Regions from separate parts of the Mus musculus genome. Here region 1 is linked to region 2. Evidence: chromatin contacts called from public Hi-C data. All regions are on one chromosome and are shown on one strand. Each heading gives the region's core, a stretch centred on a gene start, on an enhancer-like site or on the middle of the called end of the contact. The rest is flanking DNA. Distances are from core to core; before and after follow the strand shown.

Region 1 (5,357 bases), core at 1,567-4,066, 74 kb after region 2:
TGTGAATGTGTTAACTCACTCAGGATGATGCCCTCCAGGTCCATCCATTTGGCTAGGAATTTCATAAATTCATTCTTTTTAATAGCTGAGTAGTACTCCATTGTGTAAATATACCACATTTTCTGTATCCATTCCTCTGTTGAGGGGCATCTGGGTCCTTTCCAGCTTCTGGCTATTATAAATAAGGCTGCTATGAACATAGTGGAGCATGTATCCTTCTTACCGGTTGGAACATCTTCTGGATATATGCCCAGGAGAGGTATTGCTGGATCATCCGGTAGTACTATGTCCAATTTTCTGAGGAACCACCAGACTGATTTCCAGAGTGGTTGTACAAGCCTGCAGGCTGGTCTTGAACTCAGAAATTTGCCTGCCTCTGCCTCCCAAGTGCTGGGATTAAAGGAGTGTGCCACCATGCCCGGTCTTTATCACAATTTTTAAGGATACTCTTTAGTAGATTCCTCTGGAAATCAGTCTGGCGGTTCCTCAGAAAATTGGACATAGTACTACTGGAGGATCCTGCAATACCTCTCCTGGGCATATATCTTGAAGATGTTCCAACTGGTAAGAAGGACACATGCTCCACTATGTTCATAGCAGCCTTATTTATAATAGCCAGAAGCTGGAAAGAACCCAGATGCCCCTCAACAAAGGAATGGATACAGAAAATGTGGTACATTTACACAATGGAGTACTACTCAGCTATTAAAAAGAATGAATTTATGAAATACCTGGCAAATGGATGAACGTGGAGGGCATCATCCTGAATGAGGTAACCCAATCACAAAAGAACTCACATGATATGTACTCATTGCTAAGTGGATATTAGCCCAGAAACTTAGAATACCCAAGATATAAGATACAATTTGCGAAACACATGAAACTCAAGAAGAACGAAGACCAAAGTATGGACACTTTGCCCCTTCTTAGAACTGGGAACAAAACACCCATGGAAGGAGTTACAGAGACAAAGTTTGGAGCTGATATGAAAGGATGGACCATCTAGAGACTGCCATACCTGGGGGTCCATCCCATAATCAGCCTCCAAATGCTGACACCATTGCATACACTAGCAAGATTTTGCTGAAAGGACCCTGATATAGCAGTCTCTTGTGAGACTATCCCGGGGCCTAGCAAACACAGAAGTGGATGCTCACAGTCAGCTATTGGATGGAACACAGGGCCCCTAATGAAGGAGCTAGAGAAAGTACCCAAGGAGCTAAAGGGATCTGCAACCCTATAGGTGGAACAACATTATGAACTAACCAGTACCCCGGAGCTCGTGTCTCTAGCTGCATATGTATCAAAAGATGGCCTAGTCGGCCATCACTGGAAAGAGAGGCCCATTGGTCATGCAAACTTTATATGCCTCAGTACAGGGAACGCCAGGGCCAAGAAGTGAAGTGTGGGGGGATTGGTGGGGGAGGGTGTGGGGGACTTTTGGGATAGCATTGGAAATGTAAATGAAGAAAATACCTAATTTTTTAAAAAAAGGAAAAAACGATAAAAATAAAAGTAGATTCCTGTATAGGCTGTTTCTTTGGGGGTAGAGGTAGTGGGAACAAAGGTTGTCACAGAAGCCTTCAATGTCTCTCATTTTCAGCTATGAGTTTGGGAAGCTGCCTTCTCCACAACAGCAGCAGCACACAGACTTCCATATGGTTTCTGGTGGCAGCAGGTACCGTGGGCATTCAAACTTCAGCATGGCCTTCGGTGACAACGCATACCATGGACATCTGAAGCCTTTACTGCTTATACTTTACTTGGCATTCTGATGTTCTAAACTCCCACATGTTAATCTTTGCTCAAACCATTCTAGGATTTCACCACCTCTGAGCTTCAGACTCTTCCACATTCCTTCCACAAGCCAGTTCAAAGGCCCAAGAACCTCATGGCCAGGTCCGTCAGCAGCTCTGCTCCTCCGCATCACTTCTTTACGTAGGCTGCCTTCTCTGCGCTGTGAACGAACACGGGCAGCAAGTCTGAGAAGAGAGATTTATTTTGGCTCATGGTTGAGGTGGTGCAGTCCACCAAGATGGGGAAATGGCAGCAGGGGGCTCTCTGTGGTGATGGGGGCTTACTGCAGATGTTGGCTGATATCTCAGCGGGACAGGAGACAGAAGGCTGGAAACAGGGATAAGCTGTAACCCTGGAGACCAACCTCCTCCAGAATGACCCTGCCACCTAAAGGCACCATAGCTTCCCCAGATGGAACGAATCTGCAGCTCAGGACTAAATGTTCAAACATGGAGCCCTCAGGGGCATTTTACTTTCAAACATTTCTGCATTTATGGACAATAAAAATGTATGGAGTTCTCCATCCTTCCTCCAACTCTTCCACACGACCCACCAAGCTCTGTCTAATGTTTGGTTGTTCACAAGAAGAGCAACAGAGTCAACTAACCTGGACCCTTGGGGGATCCCAGAGACTGAACGGCCACACACATGTAGCAGATGAGCAGCTTGGTCTTCATGTGGTCCCCCAACTACAGGAGTTGGGGCTGTCCCTGACTTTGTTGCCTGAGATGGATCCTGCTCCCCTAACTGGGCTTCCTTGTTTGGCCTCAGTGGGCAAGGATGTGCCTAGTCCTGCAGTGATTTGATGTGCTGGGGTGGGATGGTACTCAGGGGAATCTCCTCCTTCTCACAAGAGAAAAGGGAGGGGCTATGTGCGAAGAGAATTGGGAGGAAGGAGAGGTGGGGCTGTGGTCAGGATATAAAGTGAATAAGTAAATAGGAAAAAGTGTATAGTGCTGACACACTGGCTACCACACTAAAGAGCTAACTACATAATTGGATTTGAAGTCTAAGATCAAAGTGCTTGTGGGCGTGGTGCTGGGTGGGGCCGCCCTTCGACTCTGAGGTACCCTTGTTGCCAGCTCTTTGGGAAAGCATGCTGCATGCTCACACAGTGAAAGGGTCAGAGGTCAAAGGGACATGTCAGAATAGAGCCAGATGCTTCATGGAAGTCATTTACCAGATCTCTAACTCCCATTCATCGGAAATGCACATCACAACCTCTTTCCTGACAGGACCTGCCTCTCAGTGCTGTTGAGCTGGGCCCCGTGTCCCTCTGTGTGAGTCCCGGGAACTCAGGTCCACCCAGCCAGGTTGTCTCGCATCTGTTGATGCCTGTGTCACCTATAATGGTGTTTTTCAAACGCCTGCTCCTGAGACTCTGTATGCTTCTTATTTTACCCTGAAGTGTCTTGCTGGGGAACGATAGCAGCCCTCCGCGTTATTTAGCTTCTCCCCCTTGGCTGTTTATCATTATTGCTCTTTTCCTTCTGTGTCTCTCTTACCAATCTATTTTTAATTTGTGGGAGGTGTGGTTTGCTCATTAGTTTTCAGGCAGCTAAACGCCAGCATCCATTTGGACACAGTTGCTGGCTCCTGAGCTGTGTCTGTTTCTTAGTCATTCGGACCCTCTCCCCCACCCCTCCCCCTTTCACCTCCCCTCCCTTTGTTTTCCACTCCCTTCTCCTTTTCTTGTCCCCAACTTCATTAATACAGACAGGCTCTGGTTGGTTTGCTGGTTTGGGTTAGTGAGCACAATATATTCTCCCTCCTTTAATTTTCATATCCCGCCTCTAGGCTCATGCCATGAATATCTTTTATAAACACATGGTTTTAAAAGCAATATTTTCATTTATTTATTGTCTAGCATGCACATGTGTGCATGTGTATACATGTCACATACACGTGTACATGTGTGTACATGTCACAGTACACGTGTAGAGACATGTTTCACTTAGAGGTCTTCATTCACAAGTGTTTAATGTGATCGCTGTAGGGCTCAGGCTTAAATATTTTAATTATGTGCTCTTGTATTCTCTGTTGTTTGTTTTGAAATAGGTCTATGTTGACCAGGTTGGCCTTGAACATATGGAGATCCTCCTGCCTCTGTCTCTTGAATGCTGGGACTAAGGGCATGTGCATTTTGCCTGACCTACTCCTTCTGTCCTCTCTCATAACCACCCCCTCTTCCCTCCTATCCCCCCCATCTCCTTGACCCCTGGCAATCATTAATATGTTCACCATATCTTTGAGAAACTTTAAGCATGTCATAGAAGTGGAACTATACAGTATATAACTTATATATAATATACAGTATATTACAGTATATAGCTTTTTGCCTCCAAACACAAATTCTCAGATCTCTCTCTATATAAGCAGTTCATTTTTATTGCTATCTAGTATTCCACAGGGTAGATGTACCACAGTTTGTCTAGTCACTGGCCCAGAGAAGAAACTCTGCTTCCAGTCTGATGCTCTTATCAGTGTAGCCACTGTGAGCAGTGCGGGTTTTTATGTGGATTTTAGTTTTGAATTATCTGGAACAAGTACCTGGGGCATGACTTCTGGGCTATGTACCAGTATATAAGTAATAAGTTCAATTTTTAAAAAGAATTATTTATTAGTTTTATGTATATGGGTATACTGTCGTTGTCTTCAGACACCAGAAGAGGGCATTGGATCTCATTACAGATGATCGTGAGCCACCATGTATGTGCTGGGAATTGAACTCAGGACCTCTGGAAGAGCAGCCAGTACTCTTAGCCACTGAGCTATCTCTCCAGCCCCCATGTTCAGTTTTTAAAGATTGATTTTTAAAAAATTTTAATTACATGTAAGTGTGTGTGTGTGTGTGTGTGTGTGTGTGTGCACTAGAGTGCAGTACCTATGGAGACCAGAAGAGGGCATCATATACCTTGGAACTGGAATTATAGGTAATGAGCTGCTTAATGTGGTGACTGGGAACCTGGGTCTTCTAGAAGAGCAGCCAGTGGTCTTAACTACAGGGGCATCTCCCTCCTCCATTCCTGCCCTGTGCTCCTTAAAAAGAAACTGGCATATTATTTCCAGCCTGGCTGTTTTATGTGAATACCACCCTCTCTTCAGCATCCCCATCCATGTTTGCTGTAATTCTTGACTTTGCTGTTCTGTTGGGTGTTCCGTGATGTTACACTGTGGTGGGTTTCAGCCTACCATTCTAGGTCACGGTCTATCACTGAGGGAAGAACTCAAGTTCAGGAAAGAAGTTCAAGGTCAGGGCAAGAACTCAAGGCAGGAACCTGGAACAAAAACCAAGGGGGGTGGGGAGCTCTGCTTACTGGCTTCCTCTCTGGCTCACATTCAGCTATAACCCAAGACCACCAGCCTAGGGTTAATATCACCCACAGTGGGCAGGGCCCTCTTACATTAATCTTCAATCAAGGCAATCCCCCATAGACACACACTCAGGCCAGGCTGTTGGAGGGAAATCCTCTATTGAGATCCCCTCTGTCCAGCTGCCTTGACAGTCATGATTGGCATCACAAAGGTTAAGACTTGGGCTCTGAAAGGGGAAAGGAAGC
Region 2 (5,274 bases), core at 1,503-4,002:
CTGGTCTCTTTGAGCAAGCCATACTTTTCAAAAGCCTAGAGAAACTTGATCCTAATAGCCAACCAGATAGTGTACCATGTGTGAGGGCCCACGGTACCCCAGGATGGACCGGAGGAACTCGACACCTCTGATCCTTCTGAAGAAACCGGTTTCAGTGTTTAAAACATGGACGGTGTCAGCTAGCTCACCAATTCTGTTCACAGAGACGCTAAGACTGACTGTGTATTCAGTATGGCCTTTCCACAGCTGACTGGAACAGAATCCATCAGGCATGGAGAGTGGGCTGACAGATAAGCTGAAGACATGGCAGTGTGCTCTGGGATGTGTGTGTGTTCTGTTCCATGTAGTTCCCAGGGGAAGGCAGATAGTTGGGGAGGGGGTTGGGATTGGGGGTGTTGGGAGGAACGACAGGCTGGTGTGTGTTGTGACAGCACCGTGGGCCTATGGCTGCAGAAGGGCAAGTTCAAGGAACAGGGGGTGGGGTAAGGACTTGGTGGGGGCTTGGTGGTCTGTCTCGTGAGACATCACCCCTAAGTTCATTTCCTTTCCTCACAAGCCCGCACTCAGCTATGAATGGGCTCAGCCAGGCAGTTCTTGCTGTGCCTGGTCCTGTGATATGTACATCTGAGGGCTTGCTGGCGTCTGACGGACCAAGGTAGCCTCTCTTATATATTACTAAGGCCAGATGCCAGCCCCCAAGGCAGCCTCTGGAACACAGCGTCTGTGGCCTTGAGGAGACATTTTCCCAGATTTCACCTTAATGGTGTTGGTGTCCTGTTTATCACAGCTGATCCTTCGGTCCCAGCTGACCAGAGTCACGGATTACTTTAAAAATATTGCATAAATAGCCCCATAGAGTATTTGAAGGCCTCTTAAAAATCCCCTCTGAAACTTCACCAGCCAGGTTCTTCCAGCCTGTTTTCCAAGTTCTCACAAATGCTCATTTATCGTTAAGCATTCAAATGGCTTTTCAAGCCGGAAGTTCCAGACTCCTTCCACATTAGCCCTCTATCTCAGTGGTTCTCAACCACACTAATGCCGAGACCCTTTAATACAGTTCCTCATGTTGTAGTGACCCCCCCAACCATAAAACTATTTTTCGTTGCTACTTCAAGATTGTAATTTTGCTACTATCATGAATCATAATATAAATGTCAGATGCAGGATATCTGATATGTGATCCTGGGGAAACGGTCATTTAATCCCCTAAAAGGATCTCAGCCCACAGGTTGAGCAACGCTGCTCTATCTGCTGGGCGTGGCTGCCAGAATCAACAGGCTCCCAGTTCCCACGATGCAAATGATGTCCTCTCTAAATGATACACCAGGGTGGTCACTGTGTTGGGAATGAGGGTAGTTTGCTGTCACTCTTGTGCTGATTAGTCGCCTGCACGTGTCCCTCACTTTTGTTAGGCTAGAGCAGGGTGTGTGTATGTGTATCCATTCCTATTGGGGGGTGGGGGGAAGGGGGCTGAGTGCTAGGGTCTGGTTGGCTCTGAGACTTGGTCTAAGTGTCCATCTGACCCTTTCTTCTTGTTCACAGGATCATGATGGGCCGGTTTGGTAAGTACCCTGGTTTGGGGTGGGACAAGGTGAGATCCCTGGGTATGCACCATCCAACACAGAAAGCTCTGCGGTTCTCAAGGTCATGCGTGTGATCTTGTGAACTTGGGCAGGAGGAGTGAGCTTGTAGGGACAGAGGGGCCAGCCTGGAGAACATCTCTAGCTTACCTGCAGGGGAGGGAGTGGGAGGGGAGAAAAGAAGGTAATTACTCTCTCACCTGACCCTGTCCCCTGGGCAAGAGAGGACAGACAAAGAGATCAAAAACCTACAGCTTTGTTTAAATTCTCAGAGGTGATTCTGGCTCCCTGCGCGGGCTGGGAGGGAGGCTGATGTGGGCAGAAGTTTAAAACAGAAGGAAGTGGAGAAGGCTGAGGAAAAATGGAAGCCAGATAGAAGCTCCCAGCTCATTTCCAGATACATGTCTGACCCTGGGGAATCCTTGGGGGCGGGGCCAGTGCCACCTCCAAAACCCAATGCCCTTCTCTGACCTGGAGGTTGTAAAGAAGGGCTGAAGGATGAGCATGCAGCATGCTGAAGGATGAGCATGCAGCATGCTGAAGGATGAGCATGCAGCATGCAGCACGCAGCAGTTCTGACAGTCAGGAAGGTCTTGAGTTTGAGAGAAAGCTGTGGCCATGTAGCCCCTGAGCCCTTCTGATGGACAGGTGTTATGCTTGCTGGGAAAGTTCCCAGGGGAAGTGGGGTGGCAAGCATGGGTCATGTGGGACCCCTGCTTGGGGTCCAGGTGCAGGCTAGTTTAGAGATATGTATAGTTTAGAGGCTCTGAACCCCTGGGGATCGCAGAGGCGGGAGGATGACGAATGGGGACCTGAGAGTGTGGCGTGGTAACTTATGAGTTTGGGTTGGCTCTGTTTCAGGTTCAGAGGATTTGAAAAGAGTTGGCTTGGCTGGGGGCGTGGGGAGAGGGAGGCAATCCTGGGCTCGGTTGGTATCTTGGGAGCCCTGACAGCTGGGAAGGACACCTGGTCAGGTACACAGGGTGTGTCTCCCAAGGGGAGAGCCAGGTGCACCAGAACTCAGTCACGGTGCTGGGGACATCTGAGGCCACAAGAAACCTCCTCTGAGGCTGTACTCACTTCACTTCTTGCAGGCTCTGGCGTAAGATGAAACAGGCTATTAGCTAGTGACAGGCAATTAGTTCCGCCCCCGCCTCGCACTTCTGCTGACGCAAGGAGGTCTCCTGGTTACGCGGCTGACAGCCTTGGTTTTGGTGCAGTGAGCCCCTGGGCTCCCAGGCATCCTCTTGGGGGAGCAGCAGATGGCTATCCCAGGATTTCTGGTCACTTCTGACCTCACTGCCCCGCCAGGGTCTGGTCACACTGGTTCCCACCCAGCATCTACTTTCTGGCTTCAGCACAAGCTTTGCTGAGGAAGGTCAAAGCATCCCTTGTCACGTCTGTTTCCTGTCCACAGTCCAGGATGCTCCAGACATCACATCCCCTGTGGCCTTGATCTCTCACCTCCTGAGTGTCCAGGTCTAACCCTGCCCCCCCTCCACCCCCACTTCCACTACTCTCGGCCTAAGACACCCTCCTGCTAAATTACCCAGGGTTCCCTCCTGCATTGGCTCAACTGTCACTCACCAGGGATCCCCAGTCACAAACCAGCATGCACCCGCCCTACTACCCTCTGGTTGTCTTCGTTATGTCTAGAACCATCTGACAAACCTGGAGCCAGCCCTGCTCCCAGGAGCCTCAGGGTTTGTGTGTGTGCTCCCCTTGACCCGGAACACTGGTGCAAGTGCTATGCTTGTAGGCACACCCATGCCTTTTCCTTTGTTCAGGGATCTCCAAGTATCCTGGAGGCAGCCGCTCACCCCAAGCCTGTATGATCTCAGCAGCCCTCCCTGCACCACTGTCAGGCGTGAGGAGGTTCCAAGACCTGAGCAGGCTGAGTCTCCTAGGCTGAGTCTTGCTTGAACCCGTTCCCTCAGCCTCCTTGGCCTTCGAGTGCTGTGCAAAGGTGGAGCGTCTCCTCTCTGGTCACTCTTCCCTAAGGCCAGCAGGTTGAGGGGTGGGTACCCAGCCTCTTCCCACCAGCGTCTTGTCCTGCCTGAAGTATAAGCTGGTTTTTCTCTCCCTGGAAACCAGTCTCCTGGGAGCTGGGAGGTTAGAGCCTGATCTCCATAGCAACGCCTTTGCCAGTTGCCTTTTCTCTAGCTAGTGGCCCTTCCTCCCTGGTTCCCCCTCCCCACCCCCGACTCAGGAGCCCTTTCTGGTGCTGACAGGATTGGGTGGGCAAGGGTGGAGTCCCCCTCCTAGTTCCAGGCTCAGTTTGCTGAGACCCAATCTCTCCCATTTGCCTTCCCAGCAGAGCCTGTGTTAAATTAAAACTCTGACCTGACGTTCACACCCCTGGTCATTGTGCACGAAGGCCACTGCACTAAAGGACTCAGCTCCTGTCAGCCTCCCTCCCAGACCACCCTGCTCTTGAATCCACTCTGGCTCCCTGTGTTTCTCTTTGCATGTTCTCTGGCTGCAATGCCCTTCCTCTTCTCATCTCTCCAGCCAGCCTGGCTCAGACGGCAAGCCTCTTTCTTCCAACCTCTTGTCCATGGCTGCGAACTTGGGTGCTGCCAGAGACCAGCCGGACAGAGTTGCTCAAACCCCAGAAGCTGAAGGTTATAGGAGGAGAACTGTGGAAAATAGGAGCCCCCCCCCATCCTTGTCCTGGGGGTGGCACCTTGATGCCAGGTGCCCTGTAGCTCACTGTGGCCCCAGCCTCTGCTTTCAAGAGTTGGAAATGTAGATTAGGGAAAACCTTCCTATTCTAAATGAGGCTGAGTTAGGCTCCAGGTACAGACCTGGGACCCTCCTGTCTGTGCCTTTCCAAACTAGTGACTTCTCCAGTACAGGAGGGAAATTGATGGGGTCCCCAGACATGGGAATTGGGCTTGTCCCTGTGTCCCCACCCTGATTCTTGATGCTCACAGAGGCGGTGGGGAACAGATGTGGTTCCATTTAGCTAGGGAAGGGACCTAAAGTCTGTGGGCTTTCTAGTCACACAGTGAGGATTTGAACCCAGCTCTGCCCTGTCCCCACCATCCCTGGTCCTTCCTCTTGGCTATGGAGCCACATTTTGTGTCCTCTAGGCCCCAGGTAAGCAGCCAGCGTGGGAGGCGCCCAACAGCCTCCCACGCGGCACTCTGCCAGCCCAGCAGTGGCCCAGCTAAATAAACCGGTGACGTCAAGAGCCTGAGCTCTTGGGGCTTTGCCTAAGCCGCTTTGCAGGGCTGCACTTCTTCTGAGAGGAGTAAAGCTCCTTTTGCCCCTTTACAGATTGTTTTCTGGGGGATAATCTGACTTAGCTGATTATGGAAGTGAGTGACATCTGGTGCTAACTGAGGGTGGCTTTTTGTCCCCACCAGTCCTTAGAGGGAGGCACTGCCTTTCCCCCCTTCCCTAACCATCCCCCCTCCCCCCAGACACAAAAGGTCCCTTCTCTCTGTTTAGCCTCTCACCTTCCCCAAGGCTGAGGAAGAGGCCCCAGGTTGGATGGAGCTGCCTCCAGAGCCTGGCTGGAATCTCTGGCACCTTCATCTTGGGGCTAGGTTGGTAGGGGGCTAACTTTAGACCGTCCTGTTTGGCTCTTCTCCCCAGAACCCTGGCTCTCTCAGCTCACCCCAGCCTTCTTTGCTCTCCTCCTTCCTCTTCCTCAGCAGCCCCTGTCTCCTGAGGTGGGGGAAGCCCC

What was found. Hi-C and Micro-C count contacts between places; a contact is called where the count stands out from the background.
Region 1: a contact with region 2 is called in a Hi-C map of the N1E-115 cell line, with 2.4 times the contacts expected there. The contact joins two enhancer-like sites. A contact is called at or near these places in 1 of 39 promoter capture datasets (hippocampal neurons), 1 of 15 datasets of contacts at CTCF or cohesin (large pre-B cells), 8 of 484 Hi-C or Micro-C datasets (B cells, the N1E-115 cell line, Th17 cells and 4 more), 3 of 115 datasets of contacts at active chromatin or transcription factors (acute myeloid leukemia, astrocytes and double positive thymocytes) and 1 of 9 other capture datasets (embryonic stem cells).

Annotation. Positions count from the first base shown.
Region 1 is chr15:84,370,140-84,375,496 of GRCm38.p6, forward strand. No RefSeq gene overlaps it. Among named protein-coding and RNA genes, the nearest start is that of Parvg, 48 kb to the left of the region's middle. Within about 2 kb of position 2,817, at least 4 of the 459 cell types and tissues checked have an H3K27ac peak or open chromatin away from gene starts, as enhancers often do. A contact at or near this core is called in the N1E-115 cell line, where this site is marked.
Region 2 is chr15:84,296,424-84,301,697 of GRCm38.p6, forward strand. It overlaps Parvb (parvin, beta), which reads left to right. Exons shown (of 13, transcript NM_133167.3): 8 at 1,543-1,562. Among named protein-coding and RNA genes, the nearest start is that of Gm22890, 24 kb to the right of the region's middle. Within about 2 kb of position 2,753, at least 87 of the 459 cell types and tissues checked have an H3K27ac peak or open chromatin away from gene starts, as enhancers often do. A contact at or near this core is called in the N1E-115 cell line, where this site is marked.